2 separate regions of the Pan troglodytes genome follow, and region 2 is linked to region 1. A link is a contact called in public HiChIP or PLAC-seq data. All regions are on one chromosome and are shown on one strand. Each heading gives the region's core, a stretch centred on a gene start, on an enhancer-like site or on the middle of the called end of the contact. The rest is flanking DNA. Distances are from core to core; before and after follow the strand shown. Region 1 holds the start of ATG10 (autophagy related 10). Region 2 holds the start of SSBP2 (single stranded DNA binding protein 2).

Region 1 (4,828 bases), core at 1,695-4,194:
TGCCCTACAGGAGTTAGATTTCAGTTAATCCTTGAATTATAGGAGGATATAGAAAGAAAGAAATAGAAGGGATGGGGCAGTGGCAGTGAACCTTGGAACAGATTGAAATGAGGTAGACCAGTAAAGAACCTGAATGGAGAGTACAGATTGAGGGATATTGAGAATCTGGGGACAGGGTGCAGGAAGTTTACAGTCTTAAAACTCAAAGGAAGCTTGGAGACGTAGCTCTCGCCTTTAGTCCTCACTACTCAGGAGGCTGAGGCAGGAGGGCTGCTTGAGCCAGGAGTCAAGGCTGCGTAGTGCCTTCTAATTGTGCCTCTAAATAGCCACTGCACTCCAGCCTGGGCAACTTAGAGACCCCACTTCTTAAAAAACCAAAAGAAGAAACCAAAAAACTCAAAGGAGATTCCATTTGAAACAACTGGCAATAGGAAACCATTGTAGGTTCTTGAGCTCAGATGATAAAAAGGTTTTCTCGGAAAGATGTTACATGACAGTGATATGAAATAACCCTAGCTTCAAAGCTACACTCCTATTACTAAGCCCTCTTCCTGGATCCTATAAACCTATGTGATCAGGTAAGCACATTAGAGAAGTCTTGTCTCTGCAGTTTTCAGCAACCATTCCCTAATTAAGATTCCTTCAGGTACAGCTTATTCTCCTATTCTCCATTCCCCAACTTTCTAATTGCTTTATTATACTCAGGCTGCTTGTCCCCTGAAAACATTTGTTTTCAATAGATAATCACCAAATGATCTCCATGGCTTTTTTTTTTCTTAAGGTTCCCTGATTATATTTATGATTCAAACACAACCTCCTGGGTCCCAAACACATCTCTAGGTTTCAAAGATAATCAAATCAAGCCCATCTTAAGAAATCTTCTGTAAGCTTTACTCTCCTTGTTTTTCCTAAAGGGCTGCTTTACTTTTCTCAGAAATGTATTAGGCATCAGGAACTACTGTCGACATGTAGTTTGTCACAAAACATTATACATAACTTGAATGGCCCACCATGTACCAAAATCTCAGTTAACCTTATCCTAAATAAAACAGGAGACAAGGGAAATAATCTTTTAACACTCCACATTCAAATGTACGCAATTTAGAACTACTATTTCCACTAATTTCTTCAATTTAAAATATCAATAACAATTTTTAAACTCTACAATTTGCAAGACTTTAATTTTAATTTCTCAATACTCAGGATTTATTTTTTGGTCAAGGTTCTGTAACATTTCCTCTGGTCACTGTTTAACCCTTCCGAAGCAATGAGAAAGGATTCTACTTGCAGTCCTAAGATGTATTTGAGTACCACACAGGGCCTATGTCCTTCCATCCTGAGAAGCATAAACTTGTTTTTGCCACTAAAGAATAGAGACCATTGTCCAATAACAAAAGTTATAAATATGACTCAAAATGAACCTGTGACAAAGATTTATTAAACTCACAATGGAACAAGCTGAATGGCTTAGTGTGCTCAAAAGCATTTCAGGAACTGAGCATAAACACTGAAGAAAGGATGGTTAAGTTTGATAGGTTAGACAGAAAAATGGTTAATATTGGCCGGGCGCGGTGGCTGACGCCTGTGATCCCAGCACTTTGAGAGGCCGAGGCAGGCGGATCACAAGATCAGGAGTTCCGGACCAGCCTGGCCAATATGGTGAAACCCCGTCTCCACTAAACTTACAAAAATTAGCTGAGCGTGGTGGCGGGCACCTGTCGTCCCAGCAACTCGGGAGGCTGAGGCAGGAGAATTGCTTGAACCCGAGAGGCAGAGGTTGCAGTGAGCCGAGATCGTGCCACTGCACTCCAGCCTGGGCGACAGAGCAAGACTCTGTCTCAAAAAAAAGAAAAGAAAAATGGCTAATATCCTACAAGGCAATAAAACTACAACCTTTAGGAGTACTGTATTTCTCTCCCACTCAGAAATAATTTGCGTCTCCATTAATGAAAAAGATGTTAACTACAAAGCCTAGGCCCTAATCAATATCATCATGCCAAACAAAATATAGTCCCCTAGACATCTAAATCATCTTCAGGTGGGCCTGTTAGACAGGCTCCATTTTGACTCTGAAAAAAACATGCTGTCCTTTTGCCTTATTTCCAATACTTTTGTAATTTTTACCGCCACTAAAAGTTTCTATAAATCAGTCAACGATTCCTTTATCATTCTCCCGTCCTCCCCGCCAATTCTTGATTTTATAGGTTTTTTGGGAGGTTTAAAAAAAAAAAGAAAAACCTGTTGGCTCTAAATATCAAGTTATTCCTCCTGATACTTAATCTGAAACTTCAAATTAAGTTGGACTCAGCCACTGGAAGCCCCAGTAATTTAATACTGTTTCAACCAAAGATTTGCTATCAGTATGTGGATTTTAAACACAAAGTAGTTACTACCCACTTCGAGGGTGCTTTGGGTACTGGGCCAGGTGTGCTGGTGACACCGTGTGCGCGACGGGGACCGGGTCCCCGAGGAGGGAGTGTCCTCGCCCTTCCCCGCTCGCGGCGGCCAGCACAGGCCTGCAGTTCACCGGCGGGGACCCGCTTCCCCGGCCTTTTGTTCAGGACTGGGCTGTTTCCCGCCTACCCGCGCGTGCCCTTCCTCCCTGTCCTAGGAGTGGGGCGAGGACCGTGTGGGAAGCAGAGCCGGGAGGAGGCAACCGGCAAGGGCTGTGGGGAATACTCACCCCTCTCCGCTCGGCCCCTGACCCCGCAGCCCAGCCCGGCGAGGGCGGGGCGACGGGGCCAGGGGGAGGAGAGCCGGGGAGAGGGACCCAGCGCCCTGCGAGGCCACTGCCGCGCCGGTGACCCTACGGAACTGAATGATGGGACTGCGGGGGCCTCGAGGGCGGAGGAAGAGCCGAGCCAGCGCGCCCCGAAGCCAACCAGAAGTGGCCGTGGCCTCCTTCAGTCAGGTCCGCCACGGCCGAGTCGGAGCGTGCGCACTGCGCCCTCCCGCGCCGTGGGGGCCGCCTAGCGCAGGCCGGTGACGTGATCGGCCGCGCGCTCTGGGCAGGGCGGGGCTGAGACCCAGGCCGGGACTGGGAGCGGGTGGAGAGGAGGGAAGCGAGACCTCCCCGCCGCCCGCGACCACCCCCGCCAAGGCCCCGCCCCTCGCCTGGCGGGCAGCTCTCCCCAGTCAACCCCCACCTCCAACCCAGCGCAGGCGGTGCCCTCCGCGGAGCACAAAGGCGGCTCGTTGAGGGGGGAGTGGGTTACTAGCATCCCCTTAAGAGGTTGGGGAGCCATGCCAACCAGCATGCTTACGCTACAAAAAGTCCTGTAAACACCACAATTAAGCACAAGCACGGCTACCCCTTGAAAACTTACGGATGGAGGGAGAAGTTAGGAATTCGAATATTGACAATAGTACCATCTGTGGCACATATCCCAGAGGAGAAAAAAAAAAAAACTAGCTGCAAAATTAAATTGGGGCGAAACGATGGGGATAAAGACTAGAAAAAATGTAGGAGTAACGGGTAATCGAACTGAAATAGCAGACATCTGAAAGAAAACTAGCATCTGCTCCTTCTAACAACAGAGTTAAATTTGTTGGAAATGAAAGGAGAAAATGCAGGCGAAGAAGTGAAAGGAAAACCTGCCTTCAAACTACATGACATGGTTTTTTGATCTTGTACTACAGTTGTGTAAGATGTCACCATTGGAGGAAACTAGGTGATAGGTACACGGGACTCTAGGTGCTGTAGTATTTTTGCAATTTCCTGTGTCTATAATTATTTCCAAATAATAAGTGTTTTTAAAAGGAGAGAATACTGATCAGTGGCGACCAGGGCAAAGGGCTGGAGGAAGGGGTTGACTAAAAAGGAGCTTGAGAGCTTCTATACGGTGATTGTGTTGGTGACTAAACCACTGTTTGACAAAACCCATAAGAGGTATAAATTTTACTGCTTGTGAAATAGTTTAAAACTCAAAATGATGCGACTAATAAATATGAACTTACACTAACATTTTTTAGCAACTATGGATATAAAGTAATTGGTAGCTGCCAATTTAGATTATCCATTTAATTTTTTTAAAAGCACAAGGCAGTGTGTTCTGAATGAGAGCTTAAGTAGACCAGGTGTCTCCATCAACTTTAAGTATTTACCTTAAAAACGTATTTCACAGATGAAAACAAGAATGCGGCTGGGCACAGTGACTCACGCCTGTAATCCCAGCACTTTGGGAGCCCGAGGTAGGAGGATCGCTTTAGCCCAGGAGTTCGAGACCAGCTATGGGCAAGGCAGTGAGACCTCATCTCTACAAAAATTTTTCAAAATAAGAATAAATTTTTTTAAAAAGAATGCATTGCTTTACATTGTACTCCATATTTTAGAAACACAGTGCACCAACCACCATGTTAATTTAAAAAAAAATTTTTTTGCACTGGAGGTGTTTTAAAGTTTCATAATTCACATAGCAAAAACAAAGAAACTAAAAGAAATAACTCAGTTAACCTCCATGTACTTCCTCTCATCATATCCCTCATGGCAAAGAATGATATTGGCCTCTTTATGTGTTTACCCTACAACACTATAAACTGCTTTAAGGCTACGGTCTGTCATCATAGCATTTCAAGGTTCAAGCAGGGCTCCTGTAGCTCTCCTCTCTGATCGCTGAGGTTCACCGAAAAATCTACTGACAAAGGACAGAGTAATTGGAGGAAATGCATGCAAGTTTATTTAGCATATATACATGAGAACCTTCAGAATGAAGACCCAAAGATACAGGGGAAATTGTAATGTTCATTTGTACATCCAACAAAGTATGGACAGCCATGTAGAAATATGATTGGACAAAAGGGTATGCTCTAATGCTAATAGCCTGAGTGG
Region 2 (4,828 bases), core at 1,402-3,901, 220 kb after region 1:
CAAATCTCATTAATTACAATATTGGTCCCAGGAGATACAGTTGCTGATGCAAAGAACACTCTTTGTACTCAAAATAATTTGAACAAGGGCAAAGAAGCATTTTATTTACATGTGAAAACATTTACAGGAAAATAAAACAGAGATGGTTCAGGTAGCTGCTGAGCTGTTTTAATGATAATTGATTTGATTACTTAAGCTTTAAGGTTACTATATACAGGATACATATACATATAAAAGTCATGTTTTCACTTTGTATATTTGTCAGATGAGAACATTCTTATAAAGGTAACTCTGACATTAACTTCGCAAGTTCTGAACTAAGACCTTTTAGCATTTTATTCTTTCCAGAGACTAAGACCAAATTGTTCTAAATTCCATACCCCACTGTGCAGATCTATAATTTATTTATTTTTTAAACATCAGAAAATATGCCATTACCCAAAGGACTTCCAAATGTAACAAATCTGGGTAAAAACCAATCAAATGAATAAATTATAGCAGTAGACAGCAAACAGTTTCTCCTGTTCTCTTTCTTCATTTTCCTTTCTCTATAGGAAATAGCAAATTAAACCATGGCTATTCGTGATCTTGTACTATGAGAACACATATGGGCATACATTTTTGTCCTATTAACAAGTTTGTTGGCTTGGTGGCAGAAAGTAAAGTACACTGTAAAGACATCTTAATGCCTTACTTGAGTAGGGTCATTTGTTAATGGACAGCCCAACCTAAAAGTCTTGTACTAAACTCTTATGGTACCCATTGGCTGTCTTTAAATGGATACTGAAGAGCAAAGGCAGGCAGCCCTGGTTATACACAAGAACCACGTGGAGCTTATGAAAAAAATGCAGGTACCTGGGTCCATCCCCAAGGTTTCTGATCCAGTTAGTATATAAACAAACAAACAAAACCCAACAACAATGAAAATAAAGGCAATTCTAACGTGCCATGATTGAGAACCATAGTTAAGAGAGTCCCAACACCAGTGCAAGGATAATACCTACTTTGTTTTTGGATAGTAGGACAAAGCCCACCCTTGGTTCGTTTTTCCAGGGGCAGGCAGGAGGGTGTCTTGAGAAGCTGCCAGAGCTCTCTGAGAACTGACAGCATTCTCTGAGCAGCACCTTTATAGGGAGTATTCTATAAGAGATGGAGCCTTGAGATACTAAAAATTTTCTGGGTTAAGGCCAATGTAAGTAGATAATTGAACAAAAAAATTACATAATGCTAACCTTGAAGTTGAGTCTGTAAACTGTGGCAACCTTATACACATTTGAGCATTTTGAGCAAAAGTTCTTTAAGAGTGGCTGACTGGCTCAGCTTCGCTTCAATCACCCAATCATTGCAGGTCATTAGAAACAAAAAGAAGAATATGAATGCCATATCCCAACCACCCAATAACTGTAGGTCATTAGAAACAGACAGAAGAATTCTTAAGTCAGAAATGGCAAATTACATCTCTTGGAAATTAATCTACTTAAGCCAGTGTATTTTTTTCCCCCACTTTCCCCCCCTCATTTCCTTTATTGGCTTAATTTTTGTTCTTTTAGTAAAAGTGCTTTTTTTCTTATATCTTTTTTTTAACGATAATGTCTGTCCTCTATTACTTTTAATCTTTTGCTATCACACTCTATGGCTTCTTCATTTAATCCTGTATCTTCTAGTCTTCTCATCTTTTTATACCTCACTTTCCTCATGTTTTTTTCCTTGTCGTTAACACCAGTATAGAAAGTCCTTCCTCTTCATTTTCCCGTCTTTATGTTTGGTTGCCAACCGCGTTTTTGATTCTCGACCTCTCACTTTTGCTAACTGCCCTTCCTTAATCTTCTGTTGATGTTTTATTCCTATCACTTCTGTCAATGCTCACACCCATTTCTTTCCTTTCCATCTGTCTGTATATCTCCATATGCATTTTATGATCCTCCTACTAAATGCTTAAAGCTGTATGTGTGTGGAATAGAACGGTACCTTCCTCCACGCGAATCCTATTTCCCTCTCCTCCCATAGCTTCTTTTCTATTCATCCTTTCCAGATGTCGCCCTGTCCCACCCCATCTGTCCCCTTCTTCCCCGTGTGAAGCCCATCTTCTTTCTGACCCCATTTGCACCCGTCTGATTTTACAGTCAAGGACTTCAATAAGATAAAGGATGCAGAGTTCTACCGGGAACCAGATTGTGTGTGTTTCTCAAACTTTTGCGCGTTTACTGAAATGGGATTAGGGATTTGGATATAGAAACATTCTCGGGCAGCCTTTCAGCCCTGGCACAGCTTTGTACACCTTGGAGCGCGCTGGGGCCTATTCTAACGGGCAAGGACAGGGAAGTCTTTCAAGACCTTTTCTGGCCTTTTCCACTCCAGGGGTCAGGATGAATAGGCATCACTGACCCAAACTGTTAAACCAGGCCGGGTGGGGAAGCCTGGGGCCCTCTTCTGCGGCAGATCTGGCGGGGTGTCCAGGGCGCCGCGGGGCTCCGTGCAAGGAGGGGTTGGGGCAGGGGCCGCTGCGGCCGCAGGAGTCACCGGGCCTCCTCGGGAGGTCCGCTCACCTCTTACAGAGGAGGCCGACCCCAGGCCGGGTGCTCCCCTGGGGCGCAGGGCGCGGCCCCGGGCGCCGCCACCGCAGCGGCGCCGAGGGCCGGAGGTGCAGCCTTTCCCCAGGAGAGAAGGCGAGTCGCTGTCGGTCGCTCAGCCAGAAGGTCGAGGGAACAGCGCGGGTGTCCCTCGCCAGCCGGCCCTCTGGGAACAGGGCGGGGGCGACACCCCAGGGAGTAGGGCTGAGGACCGCAGAAATCAATCGTGGGTACCGGCGCGGGGTCACGCATAGGAGAGGAGCGGGAGAGGGGCTGGTGGGGGCCCCAGGGCGGCTGAGGCCGTGGCTCTGTCTGTGGACTCAGCGGGCGCCCCGAAGTCTGGGGCCGCCACGGCTCCAGCTCCGCCGGCTCCGGCCGGAGACTCCAGGCCGCAGTTTCTCCTCCTCCCGGCGCCTTCTCTCCAGTGAGGAGCTGAGCGCGGGCGGCGCGGGGGGAGGGGTGGCGACGGAGAGAACAGCCAGTTGTTTAAAATCCTTCTAGAGCAGTTTCTAATTCCCCCCTTGCGCCCGGGTTCGGAGGGGGGAGGGGGAAGGAGAGCGGGTGGAGGGAGGAGAGCGGAGAGGGAAGGCGGGAGGGAGGGAGTCGGGGAGGGAGGGAAGGAGGGAGGAGACTGCCGCTGAGGCTTAGCCGCCACCGCGCGCTTCGGAAGGCCGGAGGGAGGGGGAGGCCTGTCAGTCTCGCGCGTTGCCTGGGCGAAGGGGGCGGAGCTTTGGCGTGGGGCGGCCAATAGTGGGGGTGGCTGCGTGGGTCGCCATGGGGACGGGGCTGTTCCCGGGGAGGCTGTGATGGGTTGACAGGTGCGTGACAGTGGGAGCTGCTCTCGGCACAAGCATGTACGGCAAAGGCAAGAGTAACAGCAGCGCCGTCCCGTCCGACAGCCAGGCCCGGGAGAAGTAAGTGTCTCCGCTTCTCACCCACCTCCGCCTTCACACGCGCGCACACTCACGCACGCACTCGCACACTCTGGGAGACACAGACACTCTCCGCCCGGGGAGCGCCGGGGGTGGGCTGGCAGGGGGAGGGGTGCCGCGATGGGGGCGTGTGGTGCGGGGAGCTGCGCTTTCCCGGGAGGTGCGGGCGCTGGGCGGGCGGCCGCAGGGGGCTGTCGGCGGGAGGGAGCGGGTGTGTTGAGGGGCGGCGGTGGTGCTGGTGGCGAGGATGGAAACTTGTTTGGGTGATTGAGGGAAATAACCCGCGGGTTCACCTTCCAAAGTAACTTTAGAGCTGGGGTCCGGGGCTCCGGGGACCTGGAGAGCCGCCGGGGGTGGCGGGAGGGGCAGCTGCGTGGAGGAAGGCGCGCAGTGGGAATGTGGGTGTTTGGCGGGCCGGCCGGGGTCGGGGCGGGCAGCGCGGGGAGCGCGGCGGCGGGGGCCTGGGCGCTGGGGCTCAGGGCCGCGAGCGCGGGGCGAGGCGAGGGCGGCGGTGCCGGGCGCGCGGCGGGCGGAAGCCGGGCGTGGAGCGGCCGAGCGGGGCCCCGCGGGGCGCGGAGACGCGCGCGGGGCGCGGAGGGCGTGTGCGGGTTGGGCGTCCGGGCTTTCCTGGGCAAGCTACGGACGCGGCGCCCGCAGTCCCCCGCGCGCCGCGGGGCTGGGGCTGGGGCTGGGGCTGGGGCTGGGGTGGGGGCGGGTGGGCGCCGGAGACGCCGCAGAAGTTTGGGAGTCGGAGAGGGACCGAGTTCCCGGGGAGCTAAAGTGTGTTGGCGAGGAGCGGGATCCGCTGGAGGAGGCTGGCGTTTCTGCCTCTCGCAGCGGACCCAACTCCGCGGCGGCGGCTGGCGAACTTTTTGTGAGGCTGGCAGCCCCCGAGCGGCGGGAGGGGCGGGCCCGGCGGGGCGGTGGTCGGGGGCGCGCGGAGGGGAGTTGTGGGAGCCGCCGGGGGCGCCCGAGGAGGGCAGCTGCGGCGGGGAGGGGCAGTGGTCCGAAAAGGGGTTTGTGGGAGGGGAGAAGCGTTCAGGTGGGAAGGAGCCGCTTGGTTACAGTTGTGGGGAGATACAGGTGTTAACTTCGGTGGGAGCCCAAGAGGCGGCTGGCGAGAACAGAGCCCCTCCCGGCCCGGGATGCCACTGTCACGGCACACTGCAAAGCAAAGCGGTTTGCTGCTATTCTTGTGTACTTGTAACGGTGATTTGGTTGTTACTAAAAATGAGAACGAATAGTGACTGTGACCACTGAGGAAGAACCCCCCCCCCTTTTTTTTTTAAACTGTGCAACAGATCAGTGATTCCCAGTAACCACTTA

Evidence for each region. HiChIP or PLAC-seq counts read pairs in DNA pulled down with a chosen protein or histone mark.
Region 2: an H3K4me3 HiChIP or PLAC-seq map of stem cell-derived excitatory neurons shows a contact between it and region 1, with 5 times the contacts expected there. The contact joins the promoter of SSBP2 here to the promoter of ATG10 in region 1. A contact is called at or near these places in 2 of 7 Hi-C or Micro-C datasets (induced pluripotent stem cells and stem cell-derived neural progenitor cells) and 1 of 1 datasets of contacts at active chromatin or transcription factors (stem cell-derived excitatory neurons).

What each region holds. Positions count from the first base shown.
Region 1 is chr4:34,086,145-34,090,972 of NHGRI_mPanTro3-v2.0_pri, forward strand. ATG10 (autophagy related 10) reads right to left here and starts at 2,945. Exons shown (of 8, transcript XM_003310661.6): 1 at 2,684-2,945.
Region 2 is chr4:34,306,084-34,310,911 of NHGRI_mPanTro3-v2.0_pri, forward strand. It overlaps SSBP2 (single stranded DNA binding protein 2), which reads left to right and starts at 2,652. Exons shown (of 16, transcript XM_063810341.1): 1 at 2,652-2,796.